Linked DNA regions of Ovis aries: region 2 is linked to region 1. Evidence: chromatin contacts called from public Hi-C data. All regions are on one chromosome and are shown on one strand. The core of a region is the stretch at or near the end of the contact, and the rest is flanking DNA. Distances in the headings are between cores, read along the strand shown.

Region 1 (3,900 bases), core at 991-3,490:
CAGAGAAAAGTCAGAGCCTCCACTTTAGTGCTTCAACTCACCTCCCCTGGAATTTCACCCACTGGATGTCCCAAGAATGCCCACTCTCCCTTCCTAAGCCTTGAATCCAACCAGGAGACAGGCTGTGACTTCACATGTGGATGTTCACATGCAGAGCCCCTGGATGGATAGGAATAAGCCCTTGATGAAAGGATGGGTAATTGTATTGGCTGGCCAATGTACTTTCAAACCAAAATGCTCGTGTTTAGTGTTAGTTTTAGTGGATAGAGGGCCTCACTCCTTCTAAGACCTAAAACTCACCCAGAACTGCATGTATTCTTAGATCCGTATTTCTGCTCATTTTCCCCTTTAACTATGGTAATCCCAGTGTTTCTCTCCCTTGACTACACACATTCACCCTGATTTACATGATGGACTTCTAAGTGTTGGAAACAGCAGTGACACAAATATGCACCCTGCACTCACTCACAGGGGGTAGATGTACATGGATGCACCCACACACGAGTGTACTTTCTTTTCAAAGAGTATCATCAAAAAATAAATAAACAAGCTCCTTGAACAGCCTCAAAGTCAAAGTCTTAACGTTTTGAACTGTGGTATTTGCATTGATAAATACCAGTGTTTTTACAGGGTACTGTACCCTGGTGTTTCAAAAAACCTGTTTAGTTGGATCGCTCTTTTTCAGATTAGAGAGTCTCCGTCAATTAACATTGGTACATGTGTGCCCAGTCATTTCAGTCATGTCCAGCTCTGCAACCCCATGGACTGTACCCCTCAGGCTCCTCTGTCCATGAGATTCTCCAGGCAAGAATACTGGAGTGGGTTGCCATGCCCTCCTCCAGGGGATCTTCCCAACCCAGGGATCGAACCTGTCTCCTGGGTCTTCTGCATTGCAGGCAGATTCTTTACCTCTGAGCCATCAGGGAAGCCCCATTTAAAATAATTAATCCTCATATATGAAAAACATATTCAAAATTTTTAGAACTCTGGACTTTTCTTCTGAACTTAATATAGACAATAACATTGACTACTGTGGAATTTTATATGAACCTACTGGGCATGCCTATGTGCTAAGTCACTTGAGTCATGTCCAACTCTATGCCATCCTATGGACTGTAGCCCGCCAGGCTTCTCTGTCCATGGGATTCTCCAGGCAAGAATATTGGAAAGGGATGCTAAGCCCTCCTCCAGGGGATCTTCCCGATCCAGGGATCGAACCGGGCCTCCTGCATTGCAGGCAGATTCTTTACCATTGAGCCTCCAGGGAAGCCCCCATGCACCTACTACTTTTGGAATAAATTATCCCTGGCTGATAGATAAGCAACCATTATGGGCTGAATTTTGTACTCCTCCCCCAAATACACATGCTAAAGTTCCAAGCTCCAGCCCCTGGGAATGTGATCTTATTTGGAGATAGGGTCATTGCAGATGTAATTAGTTGAGATGAGGTCATAGCGGAGCACAGTGGGCCCCAATCCAATATGACTGATGTCCTTATCAAAGGGGAAACTTGGAGACAGACACATACAGGGAGAACACGATGTGAAAATGAAGGCAGAGATCCTGGTGTTGCTTCTTCAAGTCAGGGAACAGCACCGTTTGCCAGCAAAACACCAGAAGCTAGAAGAGAAGCATAAGCCAGATTTTCCCTCACAGCTCTCGAAGGAACCAACCCTGCTGACACCTCGATCTTGGACTTCTAGCCTCGAGGACTGTGAGACAATAAACTGTGCTGTTTAAGCCTCCGTTTACAGCACTTCATTATGTCAGCCACAGGAAACTGAAACAATAACCAAATTTGGGGATTTTCTCCTCTAGGCTTATTTCTAAATTATCAAGTCCAAATGACTCAAACAATTTGTATAAGGCTGCTTTGTTCATTCTACTAACTGCACACACACAGCCACGTCCATACACGGAGAGGAGTGACTGGACTTGGCCCTATCGAGAGCCGTTGCCGGGAATGCCCCACAGACCGTGCTGTAGCTTAGACGTCAACAGGGGTGGTGTTTTCTTACTCTCAGTCTTGAATCAGTAAAAAAAGAAGAAGAAAAAAAAAGCACACTTGCGTATTCACGGGTTTGGGCCCAGTCATGATTCCTTTAAAGACGCTGCCAATAGATTTTAGTCATTCTCTGGCAAAGGTTTCTCTTCGACCGCAAACACTGCATAGTTGCGGAATGACTCACCACTTTGAGTGATCTAATTCCTTGACCAGCACATGCCTGCTGCTCTCAGCACACACTGTCTTTAGTGGTGTGTTTTGTTTTGCTCTTTTCTCCCAGGGCTTCTTTCATAGTTTCGTAAGGACATGGTAAGGGCTTTACTCTGAGTCCTCAGAGAGGATAAATCTTGCTTCCTCAGCAGCCTGCGACCTGGCTACTCATCAAGAACCAAAATGTGAAGTCTTATTAAGCTTTCTCATACCATGAGCTAAGCTAGAGGTGGCGTGATTATTGCAAAAAAACAGTTAAGTGTGGGCTGAAAAAAAATTTTTTTCCCCAAACTGGAAGCCGTTTGCTAAAGAGTCCAGGGGAAAAAACAAAAGGGAAGATGCTGAATGGTGTTCCAGGAAAGATGGTGGAGTGAAGTTCACCCCACGTTACCAGCCAGGGTCCCACAGAGATTCAACCTGCATCACCAAATAACACCCAGAAGTTATTTCTATCAATAAAGTTTAAAGAAAATAAGCTACCTCTGAGCTTATTTTCACATGATTTTATTTTAATGTGTGTTACAGGTATTTTCCCATCCAATATACTATATAAGCACAAGCTGTTTTGTTCTTTAACCAAGAAGTAATTTTTTCTCCAAGGCTGATAGATTGAAACATTTTGAATATTTGTAACATTTTCTTTCAAGAAGAATTTGTATGACTTTCTGGCCAGCACTTTTTTGAGTGGTTTTTTTTTTTTCTCTTTTTTCTTCCATGAGTGGGTTCCAAAATTCTAGAGATAGAAATTGGAGAAATGAAACCATCTACAAAATGAAAAGATAACCTACTGAATGGGAGAAATATATATGCAAATTGTATATCTGATAAGGGATTAATACTCAAAATAAAGAATTCATATAACTCAAGAGCAAAACCCCAAATGATCCAATTTAAGAATGGACAGTCAGTCAGTTCAGTCACTCAGTCGTTTCCGACTCTTTGTGACCCCATGAATCACAGCATGCCAGGCCTCCCTGTCCATCAGCAACTCCCGGAGTTCACTCAAACTCACATCCATCGAGTCAGTCATGCCATCCAGCCATCTCATCCTCTGTCGTCCCCTTTCTCCTCCTGCCCTCAATCCCTCCCAGCATCAGAGTCTTTTCCAATGAGTCAGCTCTTCACATGAGGTGGCTCAAGTATTGGAGTTTCAGCCTTAGCATCAGTCCTTCCAATGAACACCCAGGACTGGTCTCCTTTAGGATGGACTGGTTGGATCTCCTTGCAGTCCAAGAAACTCTCAAGAGTCTTCTCCAACATCACAGTTTAAAAGCATCAGTTCCTCGGTGCTCAGCTTTCTTCAAGAATGGACAGAGCAACTTAATAAACATTTTTTTTTTTCCAAAGAAGATATACAGATGGCCAATAGACACACGACATGATGTTCAATATCACTAAGCACCAGGGAAATCCAAATCAAAACCAAAATGAGATACTAATGTATACCCGCCAGTATGACTAAAAGGACGATAAATAACAAGTGTTTGCAAGGACATGGAGAAAAAGGAACCCTGATGCATGGTTGGTGGGAATGCAAATTGGTGCAACCATGATGGAAAACAGTAAGAGGTACCTCAAAAAATTAAAGCTAGAACTGCCATATGATTCAGCAATTCCACTCTTGGGTATTTATCTGAAGAAAATGAAAACACTAACTTGAAAAGCTATCTGCACGTCCATGGTCA
Region 2 (3,900 bases), core at 662-3,161, 65 kb after region 1:
GTCTTTGGCAAATAGGCTAATTGGAATGACCTAATAGCCTTTCTTGTATCCATATCCAACCTGGACCAGAAACACGGTGGCAAGATCCGTTTCCACCAGCCACTCCGCCCCAACCCCACCCTCTCACCACAACCTATGCCAACCTCCACCCTCAACAATCTACTCTGATGCACCCAACTCCATTCACAGCTGGGTGGCCACAATTTGTTTTCAAAACAAATTAATCTACTCCACCCTCCTAGCGATCTTCTCAAGCCTGGCACTTAGGAGAAAACATTGCTTGGTTCTACTAAAAAGCAAAGTTATCACATTGACACTCACATGCTTACAAGAAGGAGGAATGCAGAAACATCACTGTTCAGAAGACTATAAGAAATGGCCCCGCCAAGGCAGATCATCAGAATTCTGTCCTGACCCTGAGGCCAGGTAGGAACCTCTCAGATGCCAGGATATTTTGTCAAAAGGAGCACAAGATTCATCGAATCAGGGGACTGAGGGCTGCTCCTACCCCTGGGACTGCTGTTCATCCGAAAAGTAGAGATGCTAGCAGAGGAAGATACCCAGTGTGGGTCTCGACCTATTCCAGGAGGCTCTGCAATGCTGCTAGAAAAATTACCTTGGCCCCTTCCGCTTCCTTGCAGCCATTGGTTAGCTTTCCACGCAGACGTTCAAAATGGGGCCTTTGAAAACTCTGCCCTCAAACGAAGGTGGTTCAGAGCAACACTTTGGCTGATATCACAAGACTCCCAGGGCAGCGCTTCGCTGCTTCCTCAGCATATGCCAGTGCCCATTTTACAGGGGCGATTTATGGTCCTTCTCTCAGTAGAGCGAGCCAAAGTTTTATAATCTTCATTAAAAATCAGCACCACATGTAATAATACAGAATACTGCCTGTACACAAGGGGGCCAAGTTATAGGTGTTCAGGGAAACGTGGCAGAATTTCTTGGCCTTCGCAGGCGTAAAGTTGCAGGCACCAGCACTATACTAACACAACCTCCTTTTATTGCAAATGTTCCTTCAGTCGAAGTCCTAATTACTTTCTGTAAAACCCTAACCACCATCAAGCTTTCTTCCGACAGGGCAGCCGCGCGATGGCCTTCAAGTGCAGCAGCAACACCCTGGCGGCCTCTCGAGTGGGCTGCGGGGGAGGGGGCTGGAACCCAGCAGGACTGGGGCAGCAGCTGCGAGGTAGGCTCTTGGGTGAGCTTCGCAATCGCACGCGCCCCTTTTCAAACCCTGGCGTGTGGACTTAGAGGCCACCTCGGTGGGACAGGCGGAGGCCCTCCTGGAAAGGATTCAAAAGTCAGTATCAACGTTAGGTCAGAGGCTACTCTTTCTCACCCCGTCTGCTCCCAACAGGGGGACCGGTCAGCTTTGAGGGGCCCGCAGAGCATCTTTTCCTGCCCCTTCTTGGGAAACCGCTAGGCAAGCCCGGAAACCCAGGTCTCGAGGTCCCACTCCCCTTCCAGGGTCTAGTGCCCCGGCTCTGCCCGCTCCCCACGTGACACACCAGCCATCACCTCTCCAACCACCCCTCTCGCCCCCAGTCCTGGCCTTTCAAGGCCCCTGGGCGAGTCGCCGGCCAGGCCGGACCGACCAGGCGGCTAGGAGAGCCAGGAGCAAGGGGCTCTCCAGGCCGCGCGGCCGCACAAAGCGGGGAGAGCAGCAGCGGCGGCGGCGTGAGGCGCGCCCCCTCCCGCGAGTAGGCCGAGCGCGCGCCCGCCCCCTGTCCCTCCGCCCTAGCCCCCGGAGCGCCATTCGCGGAGCGGCTTACGCTAGTCGCCGGGCGTACGGCGCCCCAGCGGCCGGGGAGGTGCGCTGCCCGGCTCCCGTAAAGTTATTGTGAATGGGGAACGGGTGACGTCAGCGCCGAATGTCAACAATGTAGCGATTGAGAGTGTGGGCGTTCCGGGGAGAGCGCGAGCCGCGCGGCGAGGAGCAAACAGCGCCGAGCAGCCGCCGCCTCGCCAGCAGCAGCAGCAGCAGCGGCAGCAGCGGCAGCGGCGACCGTGCACGCCCGGGCTGCGGTCGCAGCAGCGCTAAAGCCAGCGCCCGCCGCCGCCCTCGCCACCGCGCCTGCCCACTCCCGCGGCCGCCGGGCTCTCGCTTTCTCCCCGGCCTCCCCTCGACCCTTCCCCTCCCCCTTCCCGCCACTCTCGGGGGGCTGGGGACGAGCTGCCATGTGATGCGCCTCCCCTCGGTGAGCCTTCGGTGACCCCCACCCCTCCCCGATCCGCCGACCGCCGGGAGGGGGCTGCGGGCTGGGAGGACGCGGGCAAGAGGAGACGGAAAAGAACGCAAAGTTCTCTGGCGAGGTGAGTCCGTGGCCCGCGAGTCCCGGGCCCCCGCGGCGGGGCAAGTTGGCCGGGGAGGGGGCGCGGGGGGAGCGGGCTTGCGGGACTGGCGGGGAGGCGTGAGGAAGCGGCGCGGGAAGGGAGCCGCGGCTGCGGGGTGCGCACGCAGCCGCCAGCCGAGCGCCCTGCCCGCTTTGATGGCATTTTCTAGGAACGGGAAGGGGGTGGGAGCTGAGCAGGCGGACGCGCGGCTGCGGCCGTGCGCTCTGTCGCCCGGCTGTTTACGGCGGGCGAGGAGGCATTGTATTTTGCTCGCGTCGACGGGTGTTTTGGAACAGCAGGGGGAGGAGGAGCAGAGGGTAATAAGTCAGGCGTGGGGCGGGCGGGCTGGAGGGAGGCGCGCGTCCGCGCGACCGGAGCAGCTGTCAGACCCACGGCCCTGCACTCGGGCCCCCAGCCCGCGATCGCGGTGCCAGGCCGGGCGGCCTCCTCCCAGCTCGCGGCGTCCGCGACCCGGGCTGCTCCGCGAAGCTTTGCGCTCGGCTGTCAGTCGCCGCCGGGTAGCTGAGACTACAGCGACTGGCGAGGTATCAAAGCCCAAGTTTAGGGTCCCGGGAAGAGGCAGCCCGGGGACTCTCGGCGCAGACCTCGGGCTGCGCGCTGGGTACGATCGCTATTAGCCAAGGACCAGGTCATTGGCATGAGTCCCGGGGAGCTCGAGCCGAAAGGCTCGTGCCTTCAGACAGAAAAATCTTGCACCTTCCTCTTCCACGATTCTGCATGAAATCAAAGTGCAACACACACCCCCTCTTCTCCCTGCCTGCACTTCAGTCTGCAAACCCCTTTTGGGCTCCACCTAGGAGAGTTTATCCAGGGGACACCGCTCCACCGCCCCCTCGCCGAGGCGCCCTGTAGGGTCTCGCAGTTTTTCTCCTCTCACCCGGTGAGTGCTCAGGAGCCGAGCACCCATGGAGAGGGAGGCGGGCGGCGCTCCTTGGACTACCCTAGCTGCCCGCGAGAAGGGACTCGAGTGAGCACCTCGGCGACCTCGGTTTGGCCGGGGATTTGCAAGAATTCGGACCGTGGGAGGAAGCGGACAGGGCCGGGTGTGTGCGTGTGAAAGGGACCGCGCACCGCAGGCTTCCAGGGTCGTGGGCGCGCGAGGTATCTGCAGCACCGTCTCGCATGTAGGCGAGTTTGATAACTTGGGGGGAAGTTCCCGCACCGCCGTCAGATGGTTTTTGTCTGTGGCCGGGGAAGGAGCGCTTCGCAATTTGCCTGTCTGGTCACCGTCGTCTCGATGACCCGTGACCCCTGCGAAACAGGAGGGACGAGGGCGCCCAACTCCGGGCAGAGCTGCGCACTCTCGGCCGCCTGGCGAAGGGAGCGGCGGGACGCAGCGTTCCTCGGCTTTCACCTTCGCGGTCTAGTGCTGCAGTCTCTCACTCCCGGTGTAAATTTCATCTGTTGAGTGTATTTAACTAAAATGAGTAATTACTTTAGATAAAAATCCTTTCCTGCCTAGTGGGAACCTTGGCGGAGATGATGCCTAATGAGATATTTTGCTTTTGTCTGTTTAGAGTAAAATTAGAGATGTTAACTCTG

The links. Hi-C and Micro-C count contacts between places; a contact is called where the count stands out from the background.
Region 2: a contact with region 1 is called in a Hi-C map of liver, with 2.4 times the contacts expected there. The contact joins the promoter of BACH2 here to the enhancer-like site in region 1. A contact is called at or near these places in 3 of 16 Hi-C or Micro-C datasets (liver, muscle and skin fibroblasts).

The regions. Positions count from the first base shown.
Region 1 is chr8:47,252,996-47,256,895 of ARS-UI_Ramb_v3.0, forward strand. No RefSeq gene overlaps it. Among named protein-coding and RNA genes, the nearest start is that of BACH2, 65 kb to the right of the region's middle. Within about 2 kb of position 2,241, at least 33 of the 54 cell types and tissues checked have an H3K27ac peak or open chromatin away from gene starts, as enhancers often do. A contact at or near this core is called in liver and muscle, where this site is marked.
Region 2 is chr8:47,318,153-47,322,052 of ARS-UI_Ramb_v3.0, forward strand. It overlaps BACH2 (BTB domain and CNC homolog 2), which reads left to right and starts at 1,912. Exons shown (of 7, transcript XM_060419566.1): 1 at 1,912-2,316.